Linked DNA regions of Mus musculus: region 2 is linked to region 1. The links are chromatin contacts, called in public HiChIP or PLAC-seq maps. All regions are on one chromosome and are shown on one strand. The core of a region is the stretch at or near the end of the contact, and the rest is flanking DNA. Distances in the headings are between cores, read along the strand shown. Region 1 overlaps Gm38475 (a long non-coding RNA gene). Region 2 overlaps Rassf8 (Ras association (RalGDS/AF-6) domain family (N-terminal) member 8).

What was found. HiChIP or PLAC-seq counts read pairs in DNA pulled down with a chosen protein or histone mark.
Region 2: a contact with region 1 is called in an H3K27ac HiChIP or PLAC-seq map of heart atrium, with 2.9 times the contacts expected there. The contact joins two enhancer-like sites. A contact is called at or near these places in 3 of 115 datasets of contacts at active chromatin or transcription factors (T-cell acute lymphoblastic leukemia, cardiomyocytes and heart atrium).

What each region holds. Positions count from the first base shown.
Region 1 is chr6:145,540,119-145,546,945 of GRCm38.p6, reverse strand. It overlaps Gm38475 (a long non-coding RNA gene), which reads left to right. Exons shown (of 3, transcript XR_378153.2): 2 at 3,442-3,501. Among named protein-coding and RNA genes, the nearest start is that of Gm38475, 71 kb to the left of the region's middle. Within about 2 kb of position 2,620, at least 14 of the 459 cell types and tissues checked have an H3K27ac peak or open chromatin away from gene starts, as enhancers often do. A contact at or near this core is called in heart atrium, where this site is marked.
Region 2 is chr6:145,764,391-145,771,217 of GRCm38.p6, reverse strand. All of the region lies in intron 1 of Rassf8 (Ras association (RalGDS/AF-6) domain family (N-terminal) member 8), which reads right to left. Among named protein-coding and RNA genes, the nearest start is that of Gm15704, 19 kb to the right of the region's middle. Within about 2 kb of position 2,352, at least 139 of the 459 cell types and tissues checked have an H3K27ac peak or open chromatin away from gene starts, as enhancers often do. A contact at or near this core is called in heart atrium, where this site is marked.

The DNA.
Region 1 (6,827 bases), core at 1,371-3,870:
ATAGTACTTTTATGGAAAAAATGTGTCATTTTGGATGTTTGCAAATTGCTATATCTTATAAATTGTAGTGACATTCTGAATTTACTTAAAATCTTTAAAATTCTTCTATGTGTTAGTAAAGTCAACCAATAAAAATATCCTTCCTGTTTCCCTGCTATTAGGGAAAAACAAAAACATTCAAACAAAATCCAAGCAAGGAAACAAGAGAATTCTAAGTTGGGGGCCAGCTGTGTTAGGTTATCTCACAGGCCTTGGAAGTCAGGCGTTGCCACACTGTACCTGAGCCCGTGTAGCAGCAAGCGCTAACAAACATCTCACAGCCAGAGAGCTCTGAGTTCCAGCTGCCACCAGTTTCCTTTTTTCTTCCTCTATTTTTCCTGACTAATTTAGCGTTCCATCTTTCAGATCTCTCTTTACCCAAGTCTGTTTCATTTGATCTTCCTCAGAGAGGGCACAGAAACCATGGTGCTACTGAATGTGCTGTCGCTAGCTCCATGGCAACAAGGAAAAACAAAACCGTACAAGATCCAAGCGCCTTCTGCTGGAGTGTTTTCCATTTTTTAACATGGAAAGTATTTTTCCCTTTAATCTCTGACTCGCTTTAGGGATGTCGATTTACCAATTTTAAACTTAGTGCCTCCGCAGTTAGGACGCTTGGGGCTGTTAGTTTTATTGCAGCTCAGAAGCAATGTTCCCTTTGAACTTCTGGGTCTCTGCAGGCTCCTGGGGTCAGCAGGTGTCTAAGGCAGCCAGCTCCGCCTCCTCAGCTCCGCCCCGCCCCTCAGTGCAGCTCCGCCCCCTCAGCGCAGCTCCTCCCCCTCAGCTCAGTCCAGAAGGTTGCCCCACTGGTTCAGCCTCCTGCCTTCCTGGCCAGGCCTCTCCAACCCACTGGGCTTCTGCACTGCTTCAGGCCTTCACCCACAGCCTCAGGCCTAGCTCTCTCTAGGGCTTCTGTCTGCTTTTGTTCTCTCTCTCTCTCTCTTTTTTTTTTTTTTTAAAAAGACCAGGCCTCTTGTCCAGCTGTGCTGACTCCCCCACCCCCACCCTTTTACCCAGGCCTTGTCAAGCTGTAAGCTTGGATTCTAACTGCTGTTAAGTTGTGGGCCAATTTATAGTAGAATTAATATATTCTATCTAGCTTGTATAAAAACCTTACAATACTGGTATTTATTTACAAGCTGTAAGCCTAGATTGGGCAGGCTTAGTTAAAATTGAGCTATTCTAACTTACATCCCAGCCATATGTCCCTTGTCACTTGCTGATCCTCCTGGCCACGTGCTCATGGTCCATCTCCTTTCATGGAGGCCTCCTCCTCCCTCTGTGTCCTTTCTTCTCTTCTCTGCTCTCTTTCCTGAGACCCCTCACGCAGTCTTCAAGTCCTGCCTTTCTCTCTCTACTGCCCAACCACAGGCAGTTATTGACTGATTAACTTGGGGAGCAAAGGTTTTTATTGACCAATTAAGTTGGGGAGCAAGGCTTACAGAGTATCATTTAGTGTCGTTGGGGATCTCCTAATTGCAGGCAGCCTAATCTTGAGAGCCAGTATTTAGCATTTGTGTACATGGCAGCATCAAACCAACTCCAACAGAGACATTTCATGGAGGAAAGCGTGAGTGGCCTGGGTCAGTGACACCTAAATGCTGGTTGTCACGAGGACAAGAAGCTGAAGTCGCCTATAGGTCTGAGATGAGGCAGACATGGAATGAGCAAGTGACTGACTTGAAGTGTCCTGAGCAGGTGGTTAATACCCACCAAGGAGCTGTGGAAGGGGGCGTGGTTTACTCAGGTTCTCAGTTTGAGGGGTGTAGCCTGCCCCAGTGGTAAAGGTGTGGTGGTGGATTGTTCTCCACTGTAGCAATGGGGACATAGGCTGTGAGGTCACATCTTACCAGAGCAGGGAGCAGAGAGGGTGAACAGGAAGCAAGGCTGAGTTACAACCCTCATGACCCGCCCCTCACCTCCAATAGTGACTCACTTCCTTCTGCCAGACTTCACCTCCAAACAACTTTCTAAAGCAGCACAGTTGGGCAGTCATGTTCAAACACTGAGGATGGCATAGCTGTGTGAGCTTGCACAAGATACTTAACCTCTCCAAACATCCACTTCTTTGTAAGTAACACCATGGTAGTGCTACCCTGAGGACAGCTATAAGCACGCAAGCAAATGCATGTTTCTCATTGTCATGTGTAGCGAATGTGAAATGTAGCGAATGTGTAATGCCTGCTAGAAGCATCGACTTCTTTGTGGCTGTGTAAGTACCATGTGCCACTGAGAGACCCGTCTCCACCACAGACTGCTGTTCTACTCAGCTTAGCCCGCGTTGTCTTAGACGATATCCAGGTTGCCGTTCACTCCCGCATTCCCCTTACATCAGATGGTCTCTGCGTACTGTTTATGGAGTCACTCCTGTGTCTGACGCTTCAGATGTGCTGCGGGACGTGTGGGAGGCCCAGCGCTGTTAGCTCCAGAGACTGTTGCCATTGATCTCCTTGCTGATTCTTGACAGAGCCTTAAGGCTACTAAGAATCCAATGACTGAGATTATCATAGCTTTGAAGTCATCCTCCATTCTTCCCACCAGGACCTCTAAAAATAAAACTGGCAGGCCAGCCCAGAGCTTGGATGTCTGCTCAGGCGTGACCCCTTCTGTCCCATGGTTTATCCCTGATGGGGTGATCTGAATCACCTCGCTGTGGCCCTTTACTGATAACTATGTTTACTCCAGAGACTGCGGACATCTCAGCCACCCTCCAGTCCCTTCTTGAAGAGAGCTGTCTGTCTTTGCAGAGATCCCTTGTTATCTGTGTCAAGAAAACCTGTGTTCAGTTGTTGAGGCATGCCGACTAAGTCTATTTAAACCCGCACAGAATTTCGGTACCAGTGTATGTGCGCTTGGAGTTAGTTGATTGTCACTTTTATTCAATTAAGATGCTTGTGGTTTGTCAGGGATTTATGTTACTGAACCCTGGATGACTTGTCTCTAACACTAAGAGACAGAGTCCAGCTTACTTACCCCCCTCACTTCTGGGCAGGATTTTATGCATCCCAGGCTACACCTCTTACATAGTCGAGGGTGACCTTGAACGCCTAATCTCCCTGTTGAATTCTGGGATCACGGTGAGTGGCACCACACATGGATTGTAGTTTGGAGGTTCAAATCGGTGTCTTTATAACGCTAGGCAAACACTGCTGACTGAGCTGTGTCCTCAGCCCCATGTCACCTGTTCAGGTGGGATTCCTGCATCCTGGTTTGTTCTCCAGTGCTGCACTTCCGGTGATGACTGGATGCACAGACATGTGGCCCTTCTTGGTCCATCCTGTTCTGTAGAGGCTCTGTGTTCTCAGCTCAGGCTTCCCCTGGGTATAGGGGCTTCCCCCAGCAGGCTGCAGGGCATTTCAGTCTAGGAGCCCCTCAGTGAGGTTTCTCTTGTTGGTACTCCAGGTATCCCAGGACCCCTGCACAGCAAGCAGCAGTGTCAAGCCCAAAAGGAGGAATTCTCAGGTAAGGTCTTTCTTTTCAGTTGATCCCTCTGGCCAGTTTCTGGCATCACCTCCACCCTAATATCTCCAAATTACAAACACAGTTATAAAATAGAAATTGTTCTCCCTGCTCTTTCCTTTAAAATTTATAACGAAGAAACTTAGTAGAACAGCTCAACAAAAAAAAAAAAAAAATGTATTAGAAGAAATCAGCTGTGTTTAAAATTGTTTCAGACTAAGAACAATCAAAGGAACAACAGCAGCCACTCATCTGGGTTCAGCCTGCATTCCTCTACAGGAATCCCAGCTAAAACAAATAGTTGTTAGTGTTTCATTGATTTTTTTTTACATTTACTTATGTCTGTCTGTCTGTCTGTCTGTCTGTCTCTGTTTCTGTCTGTTTCTGTCTCTCTGTCTCTCTGTGTGTGTGTGTGTGTGTGTGTGTGTGTGTGTGTGTGTGCGCACACGTGCATGAGCAGATCAGGTCAGAGGATACCTTAAAGAAGTCAATTCTCACACACCCACATACACACACATGCACGCACGTGCATGCGTGCACATACAAAAAAAGAAAAAGAAAAAAAAGTTCTCTCCTATCATGTGGGTCAAAGGAGTTGAACTTGAGTCATCGGGTTTGCGAACATCTTTTCCAGCCTTAACTATGTTTGAATATGAGAATGTGGACAACATCTTTTGCACACTGATATTGAAAAATTACGTGTGGTCTACCTGACATTCACATTTAGCTGAGCTTGTGTGCTTTGGGGAAGGGAGCCGTTAACATCCTTCCCCACGGGGTCATTCTCCCTACTAGTGGTGTTCCTATGCCAGACCATCTGAGGAACATTTACATAGTAAGCCCCCAGGTGTATGTGTGAAGCAAAGATGGTTAGTGTCTTAGTTTGGGCTTCATTGCTGTGAACAGACACCGTGACCTAAGCAACTCTTATGTCTTAGTTTGGGCTTCACTGCTGTGAACAGACACCGTGACCAAAGCAACTCTTGTAAAGGCAGACATTTAGCTGGAGCTGGTTTACAGTGTCAGAGGTCCAGTCCATTGTCATTATGGTGACATCCAGGCAGACCTGATGCTAGAGGAAGCAAGACTTCTGCATCTTGATCCAAAGGCATCCAGAAGGAGACTGGCGTCTGCAGGCAGCCAAGGGAAGCCTCTTCTGCCCTGGGTAGAACCTGAGCACAGAACCTCAAGGCCCACCCCCACAATGTCACACTTCCTCCAACAAGGCCACACCTCTTCACAGTGCCACGTCTCATGGGCTAAGCATATTCAAACCACCACACTCAGCCATGACTTTTTAAACATTAGCATTCCAAATTCTATTCTCTGTTTCCTTTAATATGGCATGCATTCCTCACTCTTGCCTGGACCCTAGGCTATCTCAAAGCACACTACCATAAGGCACCTCTAGTCTCATGTCAACATGACAAGATGCTATCATCCGTGCAGCAACACTATAAGGCCTCTGTAGTGGCTATTCCTGGTTGTCAACTTGACAATATTTGGAATGAACTACAATCCGGAATTGGAAGGCTCACCAGTGACCCTTATCTGGAGGCTTGGAGATCCTTATCTGGATCTGGGTTTGAAGATCTTGAGCCATAGTGGCTATGGATTCCAGAAGATTGAATCTCCGAGTTTAAGGAACATACCTTTAATCTGGGCTCCACCTTCTGCTGGAGACAATATAAGGACATTGGAAGAAGGGAGTCTAGCTCTTGCTCTTGATCCTTCGCCTGCTTGCTGCGTGAGACTGAGTAACTGCTAGATCCTTGGACTTCCATTCACAGCTGCGACTGAACCATTGTTGGGAATTGGGCTGCCCTGCCGACTGTAAGTCATCAATAAATTCCTTTACTATCTAGAGACTATCCATAAGTTCTGTGACTCTAGAGAACCCTGACTAATACAGCCTCCGAACGCTAGCCTCATAGAACGCTGCTTAGACGTTCGCAGCTACTGTGACTTCTGCCCATTTTCTTAGTTAAGAGATTTTACCTTAATTCTCCTTTGATTAACATAACCATATAGACAGCCAATGAGCACAAGTCCAGGAGATGGACAGGCATCCCATGGTCATGGCCATTTCTAGAAAATGACTTACAATAACCTCCATGTTGTTCATGTTATTTATCATTTGTAAAGTAGATTTATATATCAGTCATGTGTGTGTTACCAGGTGTAGGAAAGTGCTGTGTGGCACATGTGGTATGCTGTGTATTATGCGGTGTGGCATGCTGTGTGACATGTATGGCATGCTGTGTGGCATGCTATGTGACATGATGTGTGACATTCTGTGTGGCATGTTGTATGGCATGCTGTGTAGCATGCTATGTGGCATGCCATGTGGCATCCTGTGTGGCATGTGTGGCATGTTGTTTGGCATGTTGTGTGACATGCTGTATGGCATGTGTGGCATGTTGTGTGGCATGCTGTGTGACACGTGTGGCATGTTGTGTGGCATGCTGTGTGATGTGTGGCATGCTGTGTGACATGTGTGGCATGCTGTGTGGCATGGTAAACTAGCAGTCATTACCTTGCTTTCACTGTGCTTGTCAGACTAACAGAAGCCCATTTTATGCACTGTCTTTCCCTAGGCATAACCTCCACACTAAAGCATAGCTGCAGCTAACAACCATCTTGTTGCAACATACCCACAGTCCTCAGTGCAGCCAGACTGTGAGCACAGGTCAGAGGTCACCAGCTAGTGCAGTCAAGTGTAATAGGAGAAAGTTCCTTCCATCAACAACGATGTGGTGGTTGTGCATCAGTGTGTAGACATGCACTAGAGGTGAGAAAGATACCACCTCTATAAAAGTAGCCAGATGTGGAAATGGCCTTTCCTTCATAATTGGTATTAGTTAGGTTCCTTTCAGACCCATTAATTCAATTTGGATCATCATGGTTTCAGAGAAGTCTTAAGAAACTGGAAAAGATTCAGAAACCTGAATCACCCATATGAAAATTTTATTTAAAAGAGTTAAATATGCAAACATTGTCTTCAAAAGTTGAAAGAACTGAAATTGTTTAACGTTTGAAAGGCTTGGGATGGCTGGGACTATGATGAGTCCGTGGGCAGTAGAGTTCTTGCCTAGCATGAGATAACCCTTCTCACTACAAAAGTGAAGAAAGAATCAGAAGAGGGAGGGGAAAGAAGAGAAAGATGAAAAGGGAAGTAAGGAAGAGAAGGGGAGGAGGAGAAGAGGGATTGGTGGGAAGAAAGGGAGGGAGAAACAGAGGAGACAGGAAGAAGAAGCGGGGCCTTAAAGGGCAGCACATACACATAGCTCCAGCACTCAAGCAAGCAGAGCAAGCACTTCAAGGCCAGC
Region 2 (6,827 bases), core at 1,103-3,602, 220 kb before region 1:
TCTCCACAGTGACTATGTCCTATGGTGGCTGCCAGGCAGGCTGGTGAGTGTACAGCTACACCCCAGCTCTGTGGAATGTATCAACAGGCAAAGCTGCATCTTATAAAGAAGGGGAGAAAGGTAAAAGTCAAAGGAATCTCAAGGTATTTAGTCAAGAATTACAGAAAACAGCAATAATGGAAAACTCTTCAGCAGCAAATTCCAGGTAAGCCATCTAATCCTCCCCTGCGTAACCTGAGGGATGCAAATAAACCCATCCCCAGTCGTTCAAATCCCCATGCACGTGCCCCACCCCCAGCAGGAAGCCTCAACCATAGCCCTGTGCACAGAGCCCACACTCTAGTCCTGCTGCCCAGGAGGCAGCTGTGGGCCGGACTCTGCGCTGTGATGTGATTACAGAGTCACTCGGCAGCTGCACTGCTGAGCAGGCTTCCCGGCCCGGCCTCAGTACACAGCAGGACTACGGACAGGACGCCACAGGCTTCGGTGAGCACACGGATGTGATCAGCGGCCCTGCTGCAATCACTGCCTCACTCTCAACACTTGTGGTACTAGGGTTTCCTCTAATGCAAAACACGTAGCAGGCTCTGCATGAGAACCGAACCAGCAAGGAAGGAGAACTGTAGACTTAGGAGCTCTACTAGAAGGTTCTGAGGCTATGCATTTTTTTCAGAAGATTAATTTAAATGAGACCTCTGAAGGTCATGTAATCACTAATGAATAAAGGGCTAAGGAATTTATGGCATGGTACTCTGATTGGTGTCCTTAAAGAGTTTACTCACCTGTAAAATATGAACAGCTCGCTTATAAGTGATTCACCTGCCACAAACAAGGTCAGGCTGCTTTTTCTCCTGAGACCAGTAAGTCATGTTTGAGAGACGGAGCCAAGATGATGGAGCAGGTATACCAAAAGCAACCTAATTCATAACTTGGTTGCGTGCACTAAAGGAGATTGCTGGGAGCTTTGCACTTAAAAGGCCTCTCAGGACGGTTCAGTGCCACCGAGGATGTCGCAGACAACTAAGGACAAAGCCACACGCCTTCCTAGCTGCACCCTGTGGCTCCTCTGCTCTCAGAGGCAGCAATGGGAAGTACAGGCAGGCAAACTTATTTGTCAATGCAAGCTTGGCTGGGCATCCTAACGCAGTGGCGTGGTGCCACCTAACACTGTAGTTCTTTAAATCAGCATGTTGCAAAGGACAGTCCCTGAGTCCCCACTGAACATAGCTACACACGCCTCCTGAAACTCCGAACGGTTTCTGAGGAACCGGCCAGACACACGGGCTGACCTAGCTTCTGACCCTCCCTGCAGGGCTCTTGAGCAGGGCCAGCCTTGTGAGGTAGTATGCCAGCCTTGTGAGGTAGTATGCCAGCCTTGTGAGGTAATATGCCAGCCTTGTGAGGTAGTATGCCAGCCTTGTGAGGTAGTATGCCAGCCTTGTGAGGTAGTACGCCAGCCTTGTGAGGTAGTATGCCAGCCTTGTGAGGTAGTATGCCAGCCTTGTGAGGTAGTATGCCAGCCTTGTGAGGTAGTACGCCAGCCTTGTGAGGTAGTATGCCAGCCTTGTGAGGTAGTATGCCAGCCTTGTGAGGTAGTAGGCCAGCCTTGTGAGGTAGTATGCCAGCCTTGTGAGGTAGTATGCCAGCCTTGTGAGGTAGTAGGCCAGCCTTGTGAGGTAGTAGGCCAGCCTTGTGAGGTAGTAGGCCAGCCTTGTGAGGTAGTAGGCCAGCCTTGTGAGGTAGTAGGCCAGCCTTGTGAGGTAGTAGGCCAGCAAGGCAGAACCACACTGCTATCCTGCGGGGCTAACGCAGGCTGAAAACACTCTCAGTGTTCTTAGAGTGGTGGTCAATTTCTACCTTAAAAATAATGAATTCCCCCACGTTAACTTACTGTCCTAAAAAAACAAGACACACAGGCTGTTCTCCTGACAGTGTTCTGTGGGCTCTTACCACTCTGTCCTCTGATCCCAGTCACTTGGAAGGGGTGGGTTTCTGTAGTTTCACCTAACACTTTGTGTCTTTGGAAAAGGAATTCAGTTGTTTCTTTAAAGACCACTTAATGGCCCAGAGTGCTCTTCTCACCCTCCTTCCCTGCTGCCCAGAGCTCCCTGCAACAGCACAGGAATTGCCTGTACAGTTAGTTACCAGTTTGGCATTTGGAAAACTGCCTAAAGTGAGGGCTAAAAATGCTGAAGGAGACCTGGAGAGTTAGTTTTAGAGAATAAAAACAAAACCCTGCCACACTTCTCCTTGGGAGAACGAATGAGCCCCTGGCTCCTTGAGAAGGGAACGCCTGGCAGCACCGAGCACTCCATTGCCTAATGCTTGGAGAATGTGAGGCGCGAGGGAGTCAGAGAAGCCTTGGCTACAGGACGAGAGCTGACGCAGTCCGTGTCTGCCACACTCACACTGTGCCCTTCACAGATGTCTCTGCATCTATTTATAGGACGTTTAGGGCCAGGCCAGTTACTGTCCGCCATATTACCATTCTCATAACAGACTCATACACAAACTATCTTTTTTATGAATAAAAGACACTCCCACCCCTCATCTCTCAACAAAACTCAACTCTTAAAAGTCTTAGTCACAAAATTACATGAAATAGTAAATAAGAAGTAGTACAATAAGAAATTGTAGCGCCCAGGTACAATACAAGATTGGAAAAAATATGTATGTCCCAATGACAGAAGAAAACGTGAGCCTCAGGCGCCTGTCTATGGCTAGCTCCAGCCGCAAGGCCACCCTTTCCAGAAGTCAGGGACTGACTAGAACTTCATAGTTGTTTCACAAATGTCATTGATTTCCTGGTTTTTAAAAAGGTATTAGTTTCGAATATTTACTGTGTGTGTGTGTGTGTGTGTGCACATGCGTGCTTGCGTGTGAGTGCACTCAAGTGTGTGTGTTTACATATGCCTTGGAGGGTGAGTGTAAGTCACAAGACAACTGACTGACAGCAGTTGGTTCTCTCCATCTAAAATATGAGTCCCGGGGATTGAACTTGGGTCTCCAGGCTTTGTGGCAAGCATCTTTGCTTACTGGGCCATCTCACCTGCCCCTGGTTATTTTTTAAACACTGTTATCATTGCAACACTAAGGTACAGTACTGCCTGTGTCCAATTGTTAAAGAAGAATAGCAGGCTCTAAAGCATCATGGGATTCCTGTGTCCTGTGTGGTGCCAGACATCAGAGGAAGCCTTTCTTCCACAAGCCCCACTGACACTCCCCTCCAGGAGATGAAGTGACTTGATAGGTTCAAAATGCCAAGGAAGGTCAAAGAAAACTGGAATTAGAACCACATGGGAAGAGACTATCACGCGGGAAGCAACTGACGACATAAACTAACACCCACCCTAACTTGGCCGCACAGGCTCTGAAGCTCCCTGGATCCACTGTCCATGGAAAACAGTTTTCTTACCCAAAGCAAACTCTTCCCACACACCTCCTCCTTTTTGAAGCTTCCTCTGTTTTTAGTATTGTTTTCAAGAAAACTTGCCCAAGTGGGAAGTGAGCCGTTGGAGAATTTCTAAAACTTACATCATCTTTTTTTTTTTTTTTTGTTTACAACCAGCTCATTACCAGAGCCAGGCATTTAAAATCCAAAGAGATCTATCTCCTTAAACACATGCTCAGATTAGCAGGGCTCCATTGTGAAATTCTGACCAAGTCCAGGCTGTCTGGGATGGAGCAGGTGCCATGGGAATGTGCTTTAACACATAGCCCTGGGCATCTTTCTTCCAGTTCCTGGAAGAGTCAGCCATCTCCCCTGTGATCACCCGAACTGTCCTACCTTCCCCGCCCACTGCTCTCCTCAGCCATCCACTTCCCAGACACAAACAGAAAGATCAAATCCCACCATGCCACTGCGTCTCAGTCTTTCTGTAACAACTGCACTGATAACACTTCTCCAAGACAAATGAAGGCCTGGCAACTGTGTGACTGTAAGAAATAAGAAAGCAAAGAGGAGGACCCCAGGAAACGTAGGGCGCAGTGCGTCTCCCATGAGTCTTTCACAATAGGACACTGTCTAAGCTCTTTCCCACTTCCTTTCCGGGAGCCACCAAAGAGGATGCATCAGCCAACCAGAAGCTTCCTTGCCTCCAGTTCTACTCCACGTTAGCATCCCATGCTCAGGCTCCACCAACTCTCTGTAGTGGCCAAACACCACCTCACACACCAGTAGGCAAGTCAATGTCTTCCTGCCAACCATGGAAAGAATTATCCTCACTGCTACAAATAAGCATAGTGCTCACCCCTCGGCAAAGGAGCTTCTTTTTGTAAGAGATGTGGACTACTTTAGAGATCTACAACTGGTTAAAATGTAGAGAGCAAGTGACTATGGGGACCCTGGCTGGGACAGTACACCTACAACACAACCCACACCTGGGATGGTACACTTACAACACAATCCATACCTGAGATGGTACACCTATAACTCAACTCCATACTTGGGGCTCAGTAAACATCATAGAAGAGGAAAGATTTCTACAGTGTGAGAAGATTTAAAATCTTAAAGAGCCAGACCAAGACACCTGCTGTGATCCTCCCCCGACACATACACACACACACACACACACACACACACGGTCTATATAACTGAACAATGAAAACAACCAGTTGGCATACCAATGTGGACAAGGGAAATGTCACAAGCCCCAATACTAGATGAAGAGCTGCAGGCAATCACTGGCTGCTAAGAGGGGGGGAATCAGTCTTCTCTGGGGACCAGCCCCTGACAGATACCCAACTTCAACCCAAAACAAACACATATACATAAACAATGCACACTAAAGGGACTCAGCAGGTGTGTGTGTGTGTGTGTGTATGAAACAATAATAATTAAAGAATAAGAGACCATAGATTTGAGAGGGAGTTGGGGAACATAACATGAAAGGAGACAGAGAGAGGACAGAAGGGGATAGAAATGACTCAAGTGCAATACTCATGTATGAAATTTTCAAAAATGAATAAATAAAAACAAGAATGTGTCAGCTTGTTTTTTCATAAGCGATACACCCTTGAACCCACAAAATAAGAATAAAGTCATAAATAAGCACACAAACCTGAAATATCCCTAAGTTTGGGTTTTTGTCACAAAGATAAAGGAAAGGATAGGAGCACTTTGGGTGTTTTCATTTTTCTTCACATGCAACTCAGTTCTGCTAAAAGCAATGTGCAATGTTGGTGAGAAAAGGACCTTTGGCTCCGTATTCCATATGAAATGGTAAGACAACAAGATGACTACAGAGAGAATCGAGTAAACGCATGGAACTACCTGCTGTGCGCTCCAATGATCACTGGTCAACAGGCAATGATACAACAAAACTAACTATATAATAACCACTTGCTAAACTCTTGCCTTATTTAAAATAGGGTAGGCACTAAAGAGACTGGTATGGATTTTTTTCTGCTCACTGTGCAAAGCTTGTGAGACATAACCAATGTCTAGAGCAACAGCTCTCAACCTGTGAACCTCCACAGACGTCATCTAAGACCATAGAAAACAGACATTTACATCGTGATTCATAACAGTAACAAAATTACAGTTATAAAGTAGCAACAAAAATAATTTTATGGTTGGGGGTCATCACAACATAAGGAACTGTATTAAAGGGCCACAGCATGATTGGAACAACTAATCTAGAGAAATAATATAAAGTAAATGTTTGCTAAGTCCCAAGCAGACAACAAAAGCAACAACAAAACTAACATGAGAGATCACTTAAAACCTGTGGACAGATGTTGGAAATCTTTAGGAATCAAGTCCCTCCTTGTACGTGGCCATAGATTCTAACTTCTTCCAAATATTAATGCCATACAGCCAACAGAAAGGGTCAGCCACACAGAGCAGAAGACCAGCAGCTTGGTGAGCATGCAGCTGTCAGTGCTAAGCAGCAGCACTTAGCAAGGAAGCAGCATGCAGGGCTCGGTGCAGCCAGACAGTGCGTGCTGAGAGCTGTGTGCTTCCACCCAAGGCTACCCCTCCTCAGCCCACGCTGCTCTCGGGAGATATGTGCACTCTACTACACCCTGACCCTCTAACCTCAAGCGCCGACCCACATGCCCTAAAGAACTGAAATTCACCCCAAAAGTTTCACAATCTGCTAAATGCATAGGGAACCAGAAAAGCCGCCTAGCACAGACCAAGAACAGAATGTGGTTGGCTATTTTAAACAGTTCAGCCACTGATTTGCTTAAACTCATCCAAAATGAGTCTCACAAAGTTTAGCAGCTGAGCTGCAGGATCGTTATTTGGTCAGGGTCTACTTCCCCAGGCTAGATCATAATTCACCCAAATTCATGAAAGAATTAGGACCCCAATTTGAGGGAGGGAACATACACCATCAAGAATGCAGAGATTGAGAAGTAACCACAACCACATGAGTAGAAACTGTTTTTACTCCAGAACACACATCTAGTGTGATAGTGGAACATAAAGGGTTAAATGTTTAAAAATGAAGTGAGCCCTGGGAACAGAATAGCATAGCCATCCACGGTGTGATCCAGAAGGTACGAAAACAAAACAAACAAAAACAAAAAGCAAGGCAAACAGCAAAAGGTCAGCTCAGATTTTTGAGAGCAAATATTCAAATTGATGGGAATGTTACAGGACAAAGAAACCGATAAGGAAGCAGGCCAGCACTGAGGAGACATCCCAAAGCTATCCTGTCACCCACAGCACAACACAGTGTCCTGTCACCCCCAGCACAACACAGTGTCCTGTCACCCACAGCACAACACAGTGTCCTGTCACCCACAGCACAACACAGTGTCCTGTCACCCACAGCACAACACAGTGTCCTGTCACCCACAGCACAACACAGCACAGC